Regions from separate parts of the Urocitellus parryii genome. Here region 1 is linked to region 2. A link is a contact called in public Hi-C data. All regions are on one chromosome and are shown on one strand. The core of a region is the stretch at or near the end of the contact, and the rest is flanking DNA. Distances in the headings are between cores, read along the strand shown.

What was found. A called contact is a pair of places that touch in the nucleus more often than the background predicts.
Region 1: a contact with region 2 is called in a Hi-C map of muscle, with 4 times the contacts expected there. The contact joins the promoter of LOC113183580 here to the promoter of Cxcr6 in region 2. A contact is called at or near these places in 2 of 2 Hi-C or Micro-C datasets (liver and muscle).

The regions. Positions count from the first base shown.
Region 1 is chr3:201,509,912-201,516,460 of mUroPar1.hap1, reverse strand. It overlaps LOC113183580 (C-C chemokine receptor type 5), which reads right to left and starts at 4,822. Exons shown (of 2, transcript XM_026389897.2): 1 at 4,795-4,822; 2 at 2,096-3,209. The coding sequence starts at 3,198. The coding sequence ends at 2,143.
Region 2 is chr3:201,247,691-201,254,122 of mUroPar1.hap1, reverse strand. Cxcr6 (C-X-C motif chemokine receptor 6) reads right to left here and starts at 1,904. Exons shown (of 1, transcript XM_026390084.2): 1 at 1-1,904. The coding sequence starts at 109. The region is part of intron 14 of Fyco1 (FYVE and coiled-coil domain autophagy adaptor 1); the gene reads left to right.

The DNA.
Region 1 (6,549 bases), core at 3,573-6,072, 260 kb before region 2:
GAGAAAAACCAGTAGCACTTCTTATCATTCTGACCCTTTAATCCCCTGAGTGATTCTTACCCACTTATGTTTCCTTACTGTAGCCTTCGCTGTGATTGTCTTAACAACTCTGAAGTTCAAACCACCCCAGGGATGTGAAAACAAAAACAAAAACAAAAACAAAAATCTCAACCCTCCCTTGAAGTGAATTCCTCCCTAAGTGTTTGGGTATAGTTCTTCTGGAGGCTTCTGCAAAAAGTATCCAGCACCCCCCACACTTGGCCTGAAACATGGAAGTTAGTAAATTGTTCTTTTGTGGCTTCTGAAACCCAGGGCAACTTGTTTCCAAATGTATGTGTTACTTTCCCCCTTTGCATATTGATAGGTAAATCCAGAGAGCTCCCTCTTCTGAGCAGACAGAATCTTGGGCAAGAGAGCTTCCCCTTACTTCTCTGGGCCTTCTTGTGTAAGATGATAACACTCTGGATGTTTTGTTTGTTTGTTTGTTGTTTTGGGGGGTGTTGTGGAAGGAACCTGGGGCTTCATGCCTGCCAGGCAAGGGCTCAACCACTGACCTACATGAGCAATCCTCACCTAGAACTCCCGTGTGATCCACAATGTGTTTGTAGACCTCAGCTCAGGTATTCACAAATCTAGTGTTTCTGAGCCTCGTGGAAGGACCCCCATGATCCGAGCTGGGACGAGGAGGACAGCTCTGCAGACAGGAGCCTTCAGTGAAGACAGCCTGGAGCCCCTCTGGAGAAGGCGAGATTCGACTCAGAAAATGGGACTCATCCTCTGATGCCCAAGCCCCTTCTTCTTTACCTAACCCTTCTCCCTTCGTTTTTGGTGTCTCTTCAAGGCCTTCTCGGATGGGCTTGAAGCCTCAGGGTCCTCCCCGACTCCTCTTTGCCATCCCACCTCCAATTCAAAATTCATACATGTTCTGCTAACTTTATACCCTAAATCCCGCACTAAGCTTCTCTCCCTCCATGGCGGCGGGGCCTGATCCTTGGTGGAAGCCATTCCCCTCCCACCTTACTGCTGTTGGTCTTCAGGCCCTAAATGCTCACCTTTCCAGGCCATCCATGGCCATGAAATAAGTCTTCTGCCTCAAGACAGTCCAGGGAGCTCTGCTCTGCTCACGACTCTGATAGAGCAGTGGTGTCAAGCTCCTTGTGATCCGACTCTGTCCTTCCTCCCCAGGGTCTCTCCCAACCAACCCAGTGTCTTCGTACAGCCAAGCTTTGCACACACAATCCTGCAGCCTGGAGCACAAGCTTTGCACACACAGTTCTGCAGCCTGAAGCACGGGTTTCAGCCTCTCCACCGACTGATGATCCAACTCAAATTCCTTCTCATGAAGAAGTGTTCTCATGCCAGTCATGGTGGTGCACGCCTTTCATCCCAGTGGCGCAGAAGGCTGAAGCAGGAGGATGGCAAGTTCAAAGCCAGCCTCAGCAAAAGTGAGGTGCTAAGCAACTCAGTGAGACCCTGTCTCTAAATGAGATACAAAAATAGAGCTGGCGATGTGGCTCAGTGGTCGAGTGCCCCTGGGTGCAATCCCCAGTATCCCTCCCCTAACCCCCCCCCCCAAAAAAAAAAAAGAAGCATTCTCAGCTGTTCTAGACCACGGGGTGCTTAACTGTTTCTGAAAGTCTATGAAACTTTCTAGAGAAATCACACAAGGAAGATACCATTTCTTAACTGATCACATCTTTATCTTTCCTTCTCATCACCAAAGATCTATTTTCAACACATTTACAATCTGTATGTTGCCTTGCACAAGCTAGGAACCTGAACAAAACGCTTCTTGATTTTTTTTTTTCAGATACACTGAAGAATCAGCAGTTCTCTGAGGACTGCTTTTATATAGGCAACTTTTTCAGTGAAAGAAGAGTTTGCCAATAACCTAATAAAAGTGGTAGGGAGATGAGAAGGTTGCTATTTCATCAACATATTTGGATTCAGCTTAGAAAGCTGATGGGCTTAAAAGATCCAATATACTTAAAAGAGATGTCAAATAGGGGGCGAATCTTGGACTCTCTGAGACAGTAACTTCTTTTTTTAAAAGAATCACTCCCACCCCCCCCCCCAGGCTGTGTATGAAAACTAAGTCACAGACACAATGCAGTCCAGGTCGTAGGCCAGCTTGAGTCCAGCTCATAAGCCAACTGAGATATCCTGCTCCCCAGTAGATCGGGTATAAACTGAGCTTACGCGCTCAGGGACTTCCTTTTGGAAGTTGGGACAGAGTTTGCAAAAGTGCTTGGCGATGTGTTTCTGAAAGAACACCGAGAGATACCTTCTGAACTTCTCCCCGACGAAGGCGTAGATGACAGGGTTGATGCAACAGTGCGTCATCCCGAGAGTCTCTGTCACCTGCATGGCTTGGTCCAGTCTGTTAGAACTATCGCAGTTATTCAGGCCAAAGAATTCCTGGAAGGTGGTCAGGAGGAGGACGATGTTGTAGGGAGCCCAGAAAAGAAAGTAGACGATCATGATGGTGAAGATGAGCCTCACAGCCTTGTGTCTCTTCTCGCTCCGACATCGAAGCAGGGTTCTCAGGATCCCCGAGTAGCAGATGACCATGATGAGCAGGGGCAGCACCAGGCCTAAGGTGACCATCTTTAATGTCTGGAATTTCTTCCAGAAATGATATTGACTGGCTGGAAAATGAAGGCTGCAGGTATGACGGGAAGCTTCTTTTTGAGATTTGGTAAAGATCACTCCTGGGAGAGAGGCCAGCACGGCCGCTACCCAGGTGATCCCACTTGTCACCAACCCGAAGGTGACTGTCCTGGCCTTGAGAGCAAACACAGCGTGGACGATGGCCAGGTATCTGTCTATGGTCAGAAGGATGATGAAGAAGATTCCAGAGAAGAAGCCTATGTAATAGACCGCTGTCAAAATCTGACACATTGCATTTCCAAAGTCCCACTGGGCGGCGGCATAGTGAGCCCAGAACGGGAGGGTAAGAAGGAAAAGCAGGTCGGAGATGGCCAAGTTGAGCAAGTAGATGTCAGTCATGCTCTTCAGCCTTTTGCAGTTGATCAGGATGAGAACTACCAGCAGGTTTCCCACGACACCAAAGATGAACACCAGAGAGTAGAGCGGGGGCAGGAGCCTGGCTGCAATTTGCCTCACGTCAATTTTAACGCAGGGTTCTGACGTCTCGTAATCGATGTAAGAGCTGGGACTTGACACTTGATAATCCATCTTGTTTGATCCTGTGGATAGACAGAAAGTGATACTTCATGAAGCTGAGTGTAGTTAGTGGTCTGTTCTGAGTGCACACTCTCTTATACTTGAACAGGTCTTTTCCTTGGATGCATAGATTTCTACATTGAACGGAAGGAACTTCCTTCTTGTTTCCAAACAATCCACTTTTCTGGGAAGGTAAGTTTTGCTGCTATCCTCCCTACTCACCAGATGGAGCTGAAATTCACACAAGCACCATCTCATCAAGGAAAAGTTTGCTTTCTATGGCAATGTGTGGTGAATGTAGCGAGGATAGCAATTTTGAGAAACGGAATCAGGCACAGTTTTAACTCACTGTTTTATAATCTATATGGAACTGACTGCTCCCCAGAGTTATTTAACTCACGAAAAACACACACCACCAGTGAGCCAGTAAGGATCACCAGGTCCCCAGGTATATACTTGAGGCCAATCACCATGCTGAGCTTCATACCCATTTGTTAATTTAATCCTCTGGGTGACATTATGAGGCAGGTAATATTGTTTGCATTTTGCAGACAGGACCCCCCGAAGCACAGGAAGAATGAGTAACTTGCCCAAAGCCACACAGCAAGGAAGGAACTGCACTACAACCACTATGTCACCCAACCACCATGCTACCTACCTTCTTGGCAAAAGAATTAAAGAACCGGACCCTCCACTGGTGACCCATTGTCAGAGTAGAATGGGTTGATGCCCAAGTTCCCAAGAAGGTGACAGAAGCCAACACCAGTCATCAAACCAAGCTGCCATCCTAACAGTTTTCTCTGGAGTTTGTGTTGGTTAGTTTCTGAGTTGTCACATCTAAGAGCTGTCATACCAACACAAAGAAATGACCCGAAAGAAAACACTTCATCTACTTCCAAAGGTGGATGTCCTCGGTTCGAGGCAGTTTGGCTTTACAACCAGCTGGCTTGGCCAGTGTGTTCAAATAATTCCACCCCTTGAGCTGAAAATCCTCTCTAATTAATCCTGGTTCCTCAGGGACTCCCTGGACCCCACATGAGGTGGCTTAAAGAAACACCCAGAGAAATCTCACTTTAACTCTGAGCCGGAAAAGGAATCGTCTCCTAAATGGAACTGACCCACTCGAAGGAAACTTTATTTGATATTTGTAATTTGATATTAAATTGGAAAAATTTTGAGGCTTCCCTTTTTGGGGGAGGTGGGGTGGGGTAGTACGGGATTTAGCTTCGGGGCGGGGGGGGGGCACATGCTCAATGGCACCCACAGGAGTAGTTTCAGTTCTCCTTAACTCAGGAGAGTCCCTGCTGAGATTTCAACAGATTCCTGTCTTGGGAAGTCTTTCTTTTTCAGAGGTGAGGATTTACTTGTTTTAAAAGTAATATTACTCCCTCTTCAGTCTTTCATTCATAATAGTGTTTTTGTATCTTTGATGCTATCTTCCTCTGGCCCTTGTCCTACATCCCAATTCTTTCCTTCTATTAAAGATCATATTTTAAGATAGTTCTCTGGGCACCTGGTGCTGCCAGATGTCTTCTCTGCGTTTCCTGTCAAGGTTTTACTCATCACAGAAGCTGAGCTAAGAGACCAAGAGGCTGAGAGATGACTTACCAGAGTTTCTTGTAGGGGGAAACGGATGTCTCAGCTCCTCTGGCTAACTGAGCTGTGCAAATTGAGTATACAGCCAGTTTAGAAGTAGGAAATGCACAGTTTCTCTTAAAGGGGGGCGGAGATTAATGAATAAGTGTATTGCAGGGGAAAAGAAGCAGAGAACAGTTCTTCTTGTTCTTCTTCTTCTTTTTTTTTTTCCTTTTAAGTTTCATTTAAAATAGACTACAGAAAAGAGCTCTGGCTTTATTTATTTGCCAGCTTCTCCCATTCCATGATTTATTTCACTTTTGTTCTCTGCTCATCCCACTACCCAGAGTCTGTTAGGAACCAGAAAGAATTAGGGATATTAGAGCTAGAGGTAGACATAGCCATCTAATCAAAAGCCCATGGTTTGAATAAAAGAAATTGGTGTTCAAGAAGCAAATGATTTACAGAAGACCACAGGGCCTTGCTGTGGTAAGGCTGAATGGATGAGAAAGCCGGACTCTTTTAATAGTTGCTCCCGATTAAAGCCAACTTTATATATATATTTTTCAAAGGGGAACCCTACTTTTTTACATGTGCCCCCTTTTGCCCACTCTCGTTCCATCCTCTGTCCCACCATAGCTCACTCACATGGGCTCACCACCCTGTTTTTCTTTGTAAACTAAAATAGCTGGTTGTCTAGAGGGTCTTAACCATAGGTTCACCTGGGAACAAGACACCTTTCCCATCTTTCTCTGAGTATCCCATGGCGCATATCCTCATGCATTCCTGTGCATGACCCTCCAATCCAGGGAGCAGTTATGATTGCCCGCACCCAGGCAGATTGACAGGTGGCTGAGTTCCTCACACAAGGACGTAATTTATTTGGAGAGAAATGAATGTGGTCATGTCCAGGATTCTATGCTGACACTGGGTACAGTCCTGTCAAGATCTCTTGGTGAGACTCAAGAGCACTCCTGGGCTTCCATTACTTCAGAGATGAAATAAGAAGCTATGGCTCATGATCCACAAGAAGGCCAAGGAGACTCCAAAAAGCAAAATCATAAGCTCCCAAACCTGTGGAGGTAGCCTAGTACCCAGACTGAGCAAGTGGCCCCTGGGGTCCGACGGTCAAGCTTGAAGCCCGACTCTACTCTCAGCGTTCTCCTCTGTGTAGTGGGCTGAATAAGAGGAGCCCTTCAGTGGGTTTGTTGGAAAGATTATATGAGGCACCCACAGCACGCATTTACCATATACCAAACTCACGATGAACACCGAGTTCTTAGATACTCCTTCAGGGATCCATTCTTGGAGTTTATTTTATAAGTAAATTTTGAGAACATTTGTTTTTCCCTAATAAAATGAGTTTCCTGGAGACTGTGCCTGGAGCAGATTAGTATCAGCAAACTAGAAACTGAAAGGCAGTCGGTTCTTGGAGAATAGAAAAAAATGACTACTCAGAAAAAGTCAGAAAAGTACAGAAACAGCTCAGCCCTCGAGAACCACCCTGCAGGGGGTGTATGACTATGACGACAGTGCTCAGGACTCAGTACCCAGCAGGAGGACAATGAATTAGGGGGCACTCGTTCAAGTTCATCCCATGCATGCGATTCAAAAGGCAACAGTGAAAGACTGTGGCTATGCTGCAGGGAGTCCAACCCTGGCTTCATTATTTATTACTTAACTCTAGACAAAGCTACTGATTCTTGCTGTACCTTGTTTTCTTATCTGTAAAATAGGGTTAAAAACAAACAACAAACAAACCATAAACCTATTCTCTATGTCTGTGGT
Region 2 (6,432 bases), core at 655-3,154:
ACACACAGGGCAGGAAGATCTTTCTGAACTGCAGGAAGCCCTCGTGCACCTTGTTACTGTCGCTGGAGGTGTTGAAGAGCATGGGATCTGAGTAATCGTACTCCTCCATGGCATCTGCTCTGAGGTTCTCCTGTGAGTGAAAACCCAGGAATTATATTTGGAACTGAGAGTGGCACTCCTGTCTTACCACTGCCCCCTGTAGGTACAAGTAGGCATCACCCCCTAGTGTTCTGCCTGGTAACAGCAAAGTCAAGCATACTGCAGGTGACCAGTTCCTAGGGGAAGCTGTTCAGACCAGATGAGGAACACTTTGTTAACCCTAGAATTCTCAGGATCTCACCCAGCTAGTCCCCACACACATCCCATAAAACCCTTCCCTCAGTGGTTTCAAAAACAAAATCCACCATGCATTCCAGTAGGTACAGTCCCCTTTGCTCCACACGAGGGGGCCTGTCCTCATCCACCCAGGCCTCACAGCAGCTGTCTGCCCATCCTCTGCCCCATTTGCGAAATTTCTGAAGCTCAAGTAAGTGAGGTTCTCCTGTCAGGAAACTTCTGGTGACCAGAGATGTTTGGGGATGACAAGGACTTCTGTCAGGGTGGGAAGTCCTTCCTGCTTACATCTCCTTAAAAGGGTGACAGGTGGAAAAGGAAGGCACTGGAAAAGCTCACATTGCCCAGTACCTTGGCTGAGCTGGCTTCATGACCAGAGAGTTGGGTGGCTGTCCTCACTCTCCATCCAGATTTTCCCCATAGCATCTGTCACAGTTCATGACAGCCACCATCAGAGACCTTTCCTGAAGACTTTTTAATCTTTAGGAATCTCTTTAAAGGCGGATTTCCCCGGGAAGGGCCATGCCTTAGTGTCTAGGATTAGTATTTTGGGTCTTCTTTCACAAATGGAAGACCCAATTGAAATGGGCGCCAGCTGGGTGACCCTAGCAGTGAGACTTTCTTGCTTGGGGCTCCTTGCGGACAACGCACTCACTTCCATCTGACCCTTGTTTGCCCTGTGGCCCTGCTAAGGACATGAGTGATGTAACCTGTGGTTGGGCTAAAGAATGCCAGGCCAGCCTAGCCACTTTAGCCCTTTAGCCCTTGCCAGCTCATTCCAGTGACCCAGGTTCATAACCCTCCAGCTCCTCCAGAAGATGTCTTAAGAAGAGCAGGTATTTAGACAGAGCCCCTTGCAGGGTTCAGCACATTCAAAAACCCGAGAGGCCAGATGACAGCATATAAAGGTGAGGCCATCTCCCCTCTTTAATCCAGTGGAGATACTTCTTTTCCTACAAACAATTGAGTCCGATTGGAAGCAGCGCACCCTGGTGCTCCTGTGGACTCTATCTTTCCTGGGGCCAGAAGTGCCTTTTCCCCACTTCAAAGGACAGCATTGCTCAGTAAATAGTCCCCATACTTAGACCACAGAAGGTCAGATCTCTAAGGATGATAGGTGAACCAGTAGGTATCCTGCCAAAAAGCTTTCTCGAGTACTAACTTAAGTAGGTCAGATGGTGATCTGTATGTGTTATTACTTCATTGGGGACAATAACTTTTTTTTTATTCATTTAAAGTAAGAAACAGACAGCTCTCCTTATCTTGAGGGTATGGTCCAACTCCTTATTACATAATTTATTCTTGTCTTCTTTTATCCTCTTCCAGCTTTTGCTGGATCTTTACACTGGCACTACACATTTACCCAAAGGACCTGTACAAATATCTGTGGAATAATTGGTAAACTTAAGTATAATGCTGGCAGATGGGGACTGGACAGCTCTGTGCAGATAGAATATTAAAAATCACTGCCCCTAGAGGAAAAATCACAAGCATCCATTTCTTTATCTTCTGTAATCAAAATCTTATGTTGATTTCTGAAAATTAAAGTATCTTGGTAATAATGTAAAAAGACTGGTAATAAATAAATGATCATTACAATTCAGACATAGGATATGACCAAAATGTTTTAAAAGTACCTTCAATTGTTTGGGGAAAAAATGCATTTACATGATTGGAACAGTGTAAACACAAAGTAAATATGAAAAAGTTATTTGTTAATATGAAAAATTTATTAGTTAAAATGAAAAAAATTATTAGCTATAACTGTTACAACAAATAGGTGGCAAAAAATAATTTTATTCTGATTCTTCGCCTTTTTTATTCATAAACCCCTTTAAAATTGCAGGGAAGCTATAGATCTTTTCTCAGAAATAATATATACACACACCTGCAATTCTAGAAGTTCGTGAGCCCCATATTTTGTGGACCCTTGATTGATAATCTATGATAGGTGATAAACTTTATAATTGTGATTTTTATTTTTTTAAATTGAAAAATAACCACATTTTATCATCAGTTTCCCTCCAGCTGGTAAAATTGTGAATAACTTAGTTCCTCTCATCCTTTATATTTTTCTATAGTAGCCAAAGTTTCTACAGTGGCATATTGTTTTATACTGAAAAAAGAAAACAAACAGTAATCTGGAATAATAGCTTGTTTTATAAAATGCAAAAGAAATGAAAGGAAGACAGATTATTCAGTGAACAAATATGGACAGTAACAAGACTCTCTTTACCTCCCTGGTGTCTGTTTACACCAGTCCGAGCAGTCCTCTCAGCTTATGGGCACCTACTGTGTGCCCAGAACCAAGAGTCAGTAGTTTCACATTTCTCTAATTTAATCCTCAAAGCAGCAAACGGCATCAGTGGAATGAGAACCAAGCACAGATGAACCCCGTAGCCTGGCCATTTTGCTCTGTGCCCTGCTGCAGGCAGTAGTCTGAGAACCCCAACCTGCCTAAGGTTAACCCCCTTCTCACTATAAAGAAAAAGACAAATGACTCACCAGCACAAGTGCCCTGTCAGTTTGTTCTAGAGATGAGCTTGCTCACCAAGCAAGATCTGCCTCTACTCCTCCGTGATGTGGTCTGTGTTTCCGTTGCACATTTAAGCACTCTTGGCTGGTAATTTAGAGTTCCTCCCCTACCTCCATCCTACAGGTCAAAATATACATGGCCAGCCTGCACATGTAATTTGGGGGTCAAAGATAAACACGACTCTGATGCCTCACACCCCTCTCTTCCTGTTTTGACACTCAAGCTTTCACCAGGACCTGAGGGTCAGGTATTTGTAAACCAAAGGCAAGCAGTTAAGTTTGGCTGTGTCAGTCCACTAAAGAGGGTGATGTTTGTCCCTTCACATTATTTCATTCCCTAACCACACATCTCTTTGGAACAGTTTGGGTCAGGACCAAAGTTAAGTTCATGCTGTGGGCTCATCTGTATGTGTACACAGAGCTCCAACCAGCAGCCCTGTAGAGTGGTATTATCCCCATTTTTAAAATTGCTGTTTGTTCTAATTAGTTATACATGACAGAAGAGTGCATTTGGATTTATTGTACACAAATGGAGCACAGCTTTTCATTTCTCTGGTTGTACATGATGTAGAGTCACTCCATTCATACAATCATACACAAATCTTGGGTAATGATAATAGGCAAAAACGCTATATAAAGCGAAACTGGAACCAAAATTGTAGCCCCCGGTACACATGGCTAGTAACTGGTAATTCAAAGAGCCAAACTCAGGTTTCAGTGAATGCTTAACCAGTGGCCCAGAGCTGTTAGGGTGCCACTGCCAGGATCCAGGGGTGAGGCATTACTGCTCTTGGGAGGAGAGGTTAGCTGTAAAGCTCTGGTGGGTGGCAAGGGCTGTGGAGGATGAGTTCATGGCTAAGACTTCTGGCTGGTGACTCTGCCAGAATGCCTGGTACAGCCCTGTCTCAACCACAACACACAGGCCCCCTGGCAGGCAGTGCTCATCCACCAAGCTAACCTGCATGACCTCGCTGGTTTCATGGGGCTACCCTCTCCACACCTGGAGTCCCCCAGATGTTAGCATCTTGACCTCAGCACAGCTGGAGTTCATTCCCGTGATCCAGCATTACTGACCCTTTTAGGAAATCACACCTGGAAGACAGGAATGGAAGGAATATCTTCCTGGGTCTCATTCTCCACCAGCTCCAGGGGGTGAAGGCAGTAGGAAGAGGTGTGGGCTCCCTTTCTGCCACCCCACAAGATTGGTGCTGTCCTGCCCAGCAAAACTGGTGGCTCTTCCTGAGGGTGGATGTCAGGAATTGGAAGTAGAGACCAGTAGCAACCTCAGGATTCAGAAACTAACATCAATTTACTGTGAACCAGTAAAATTGTGCACTGTGCTGGATGTTTCCCTTGAACAACTGTCTAATCCTAGTCACTTCCTAATCATTTACAGATGAATAAATGGAAGATTAGAGTTAACAAGAACATACATGTCCCTAAGAATCACCTAGCCTGTGCTTCTTAACCTGATCTTTCTGAGTATGAAACTGTCCCAGGGAGCCCCAGTTAAAGATCTGCAGACCTCTAGTTGGGTTTTCAGGCCTTGTATGAATTAACTAGTTCAAATTGTCCTTTCCACCAAAGTACAAATGAATGAGTGAAATGTTCTTTCAGGGTAAGAACCAAGAGGCCATGTGAATGCAGGGAACAGTGGACAAATGAATAAATGAAAGTGCTGAGCCAAATACTGCAGGGGAGATGAACCAAAGCCCCCATCTTTCCAAAAGGACTTTTAGGGCAGGATAGCCTTTAGAGTAAGACTGCCTAACGCTGGAATCTTTAAGCTGTGAGAGATTAGTTTTTTCCAGGGACAAGTCAGCTATGCCAGGGTGGTGTTAGAATGACCAGAGCCTTGTCAAACCTGTTTGGCTGCCTGTGCTCATGAGAGAATCACTCATGTCATGGGGAAGAATGGAGGCCTGTCCCCAGTGCCCTCCATGATCATGCATGCATGCCCACAAGTGTTTGGTGGGGGGCACATATATTTGAGAAAGCATGGCACATTGTCATGACCACCCTGTAATGGCAAGTTCTGGGTAGCATAGAAGACCTGCAACTAAAAAAGAACCAAGCTACTCGCAGTCTGAGGGCCAAAGTTTAGTTCAAAACCACTTTACAAAATGCCTTTTATTATTTGCAGTACTGATTGTACCAAGGACATTACTTTTCTCTGAAACAAACCTCTCAACTTGAGGGTTAGTACCCAGTCGTATACATCTTAGATTTACCATGAATTATTGAACATCTTCTAAGTTTAATTGGAGGGAGAATAAAAGGGAAGTGACAGACATCCCTGCTGCAGATTTAACTCTGTTAACTTGCTCACTTCTTCAGGAGAGCTGACATTCTCAAGTCAGAGCTGTGGGGTGCCACTGCCAGAATCCAGGGGTGAGGCATTACTGCTCTTGGGAGGAGAGTCTAGCTATAAAGCACTGGTGGCTGGCAGGGCTGTGGAGGATGAGTTCATGGCTAAGATCCCCAGACTGGTGCCTTGCTCAGTGGCATCTGGCACTGGTCATGAGGATGGGCTGCAGGTTTGCATGTTGTGGTCAGACCATAGGCACCAAATCATCAGGACTCGAGATACTAAAAGTGTTCTTTTGGTTTTTAAGCAAAAAAGGAAGCCAGTGACTAAATGGAAAACTACTAGGAATTTTCTTTATAATGAAACTGACGAAATAATTTAATAAGACAGTAGTAGTAAAATAAATTTAATAGAAAAATATAAAAAAGTGCCCCACATCCCAGAGTGTGGTTCAAGCCAGCCTTCCACACCGGCACTAGTCAGCATAGCTGTCTGCCATCATGGACATGCCCTCTACTGCACTGTCCAATGCAGTGGCCACCAGCCGTGGGGTGATAGGGTGCTCAACGAGTGGCTAGTGCAGCCTAGGAACCAAGTTTTTCATTTTCTTTGGTTCTGATGAGCGTAACTACTGGCTGCTCTATTGGACAGTGCAGAGCTGGCCTGAAGACCTCTCCAGTTCACAGGTGACTGTTCACAGAGGGAGGCAACCAGAGGGACTGGAAGAGTGTGCAGAATCGGGCAGAGCAACACTCCTAACCATGCAGGGCTCAGCAGGACAGAGGGCAATTGATGGAGCCCTCTGAGGAAGATCATCAGCAAGACCTCTGGGGCTGCTGGGTGTTCCTTAGCCAGACTGTGAACAGGCAGAAATTCTGCTTTCCAGGCTGTGTGAAGGGTTGAAATTGTATAGTAATTCAATAAAAAACAGGCGGAGGCATTTTGATTTGTGACAGATTCCAGCAGGAGGGACCCCACCATGACACCTCACCCCAGAGAGGTGGCCTCTTGGACCGCATTGCATTGTGGGGGCAGTCTCAGCTCCTGCCTTGTGTGAACTCTCCACTTGATTCCTAGTGGGTTCTAAAGGGAAACCTTGGTTGCATCCCCCCTTGAGAGCATTTGGTGTAGGAGAAAAACCTTATGCTGAGGCACATTACACAGGCATTTATTGAGCTCAGGCTCTTTGTGCAGCAAGTTGCACAGGAATACCAGCTGACCACCCCCAGAGAGATGAGCAAGTCATTAGACTGCTG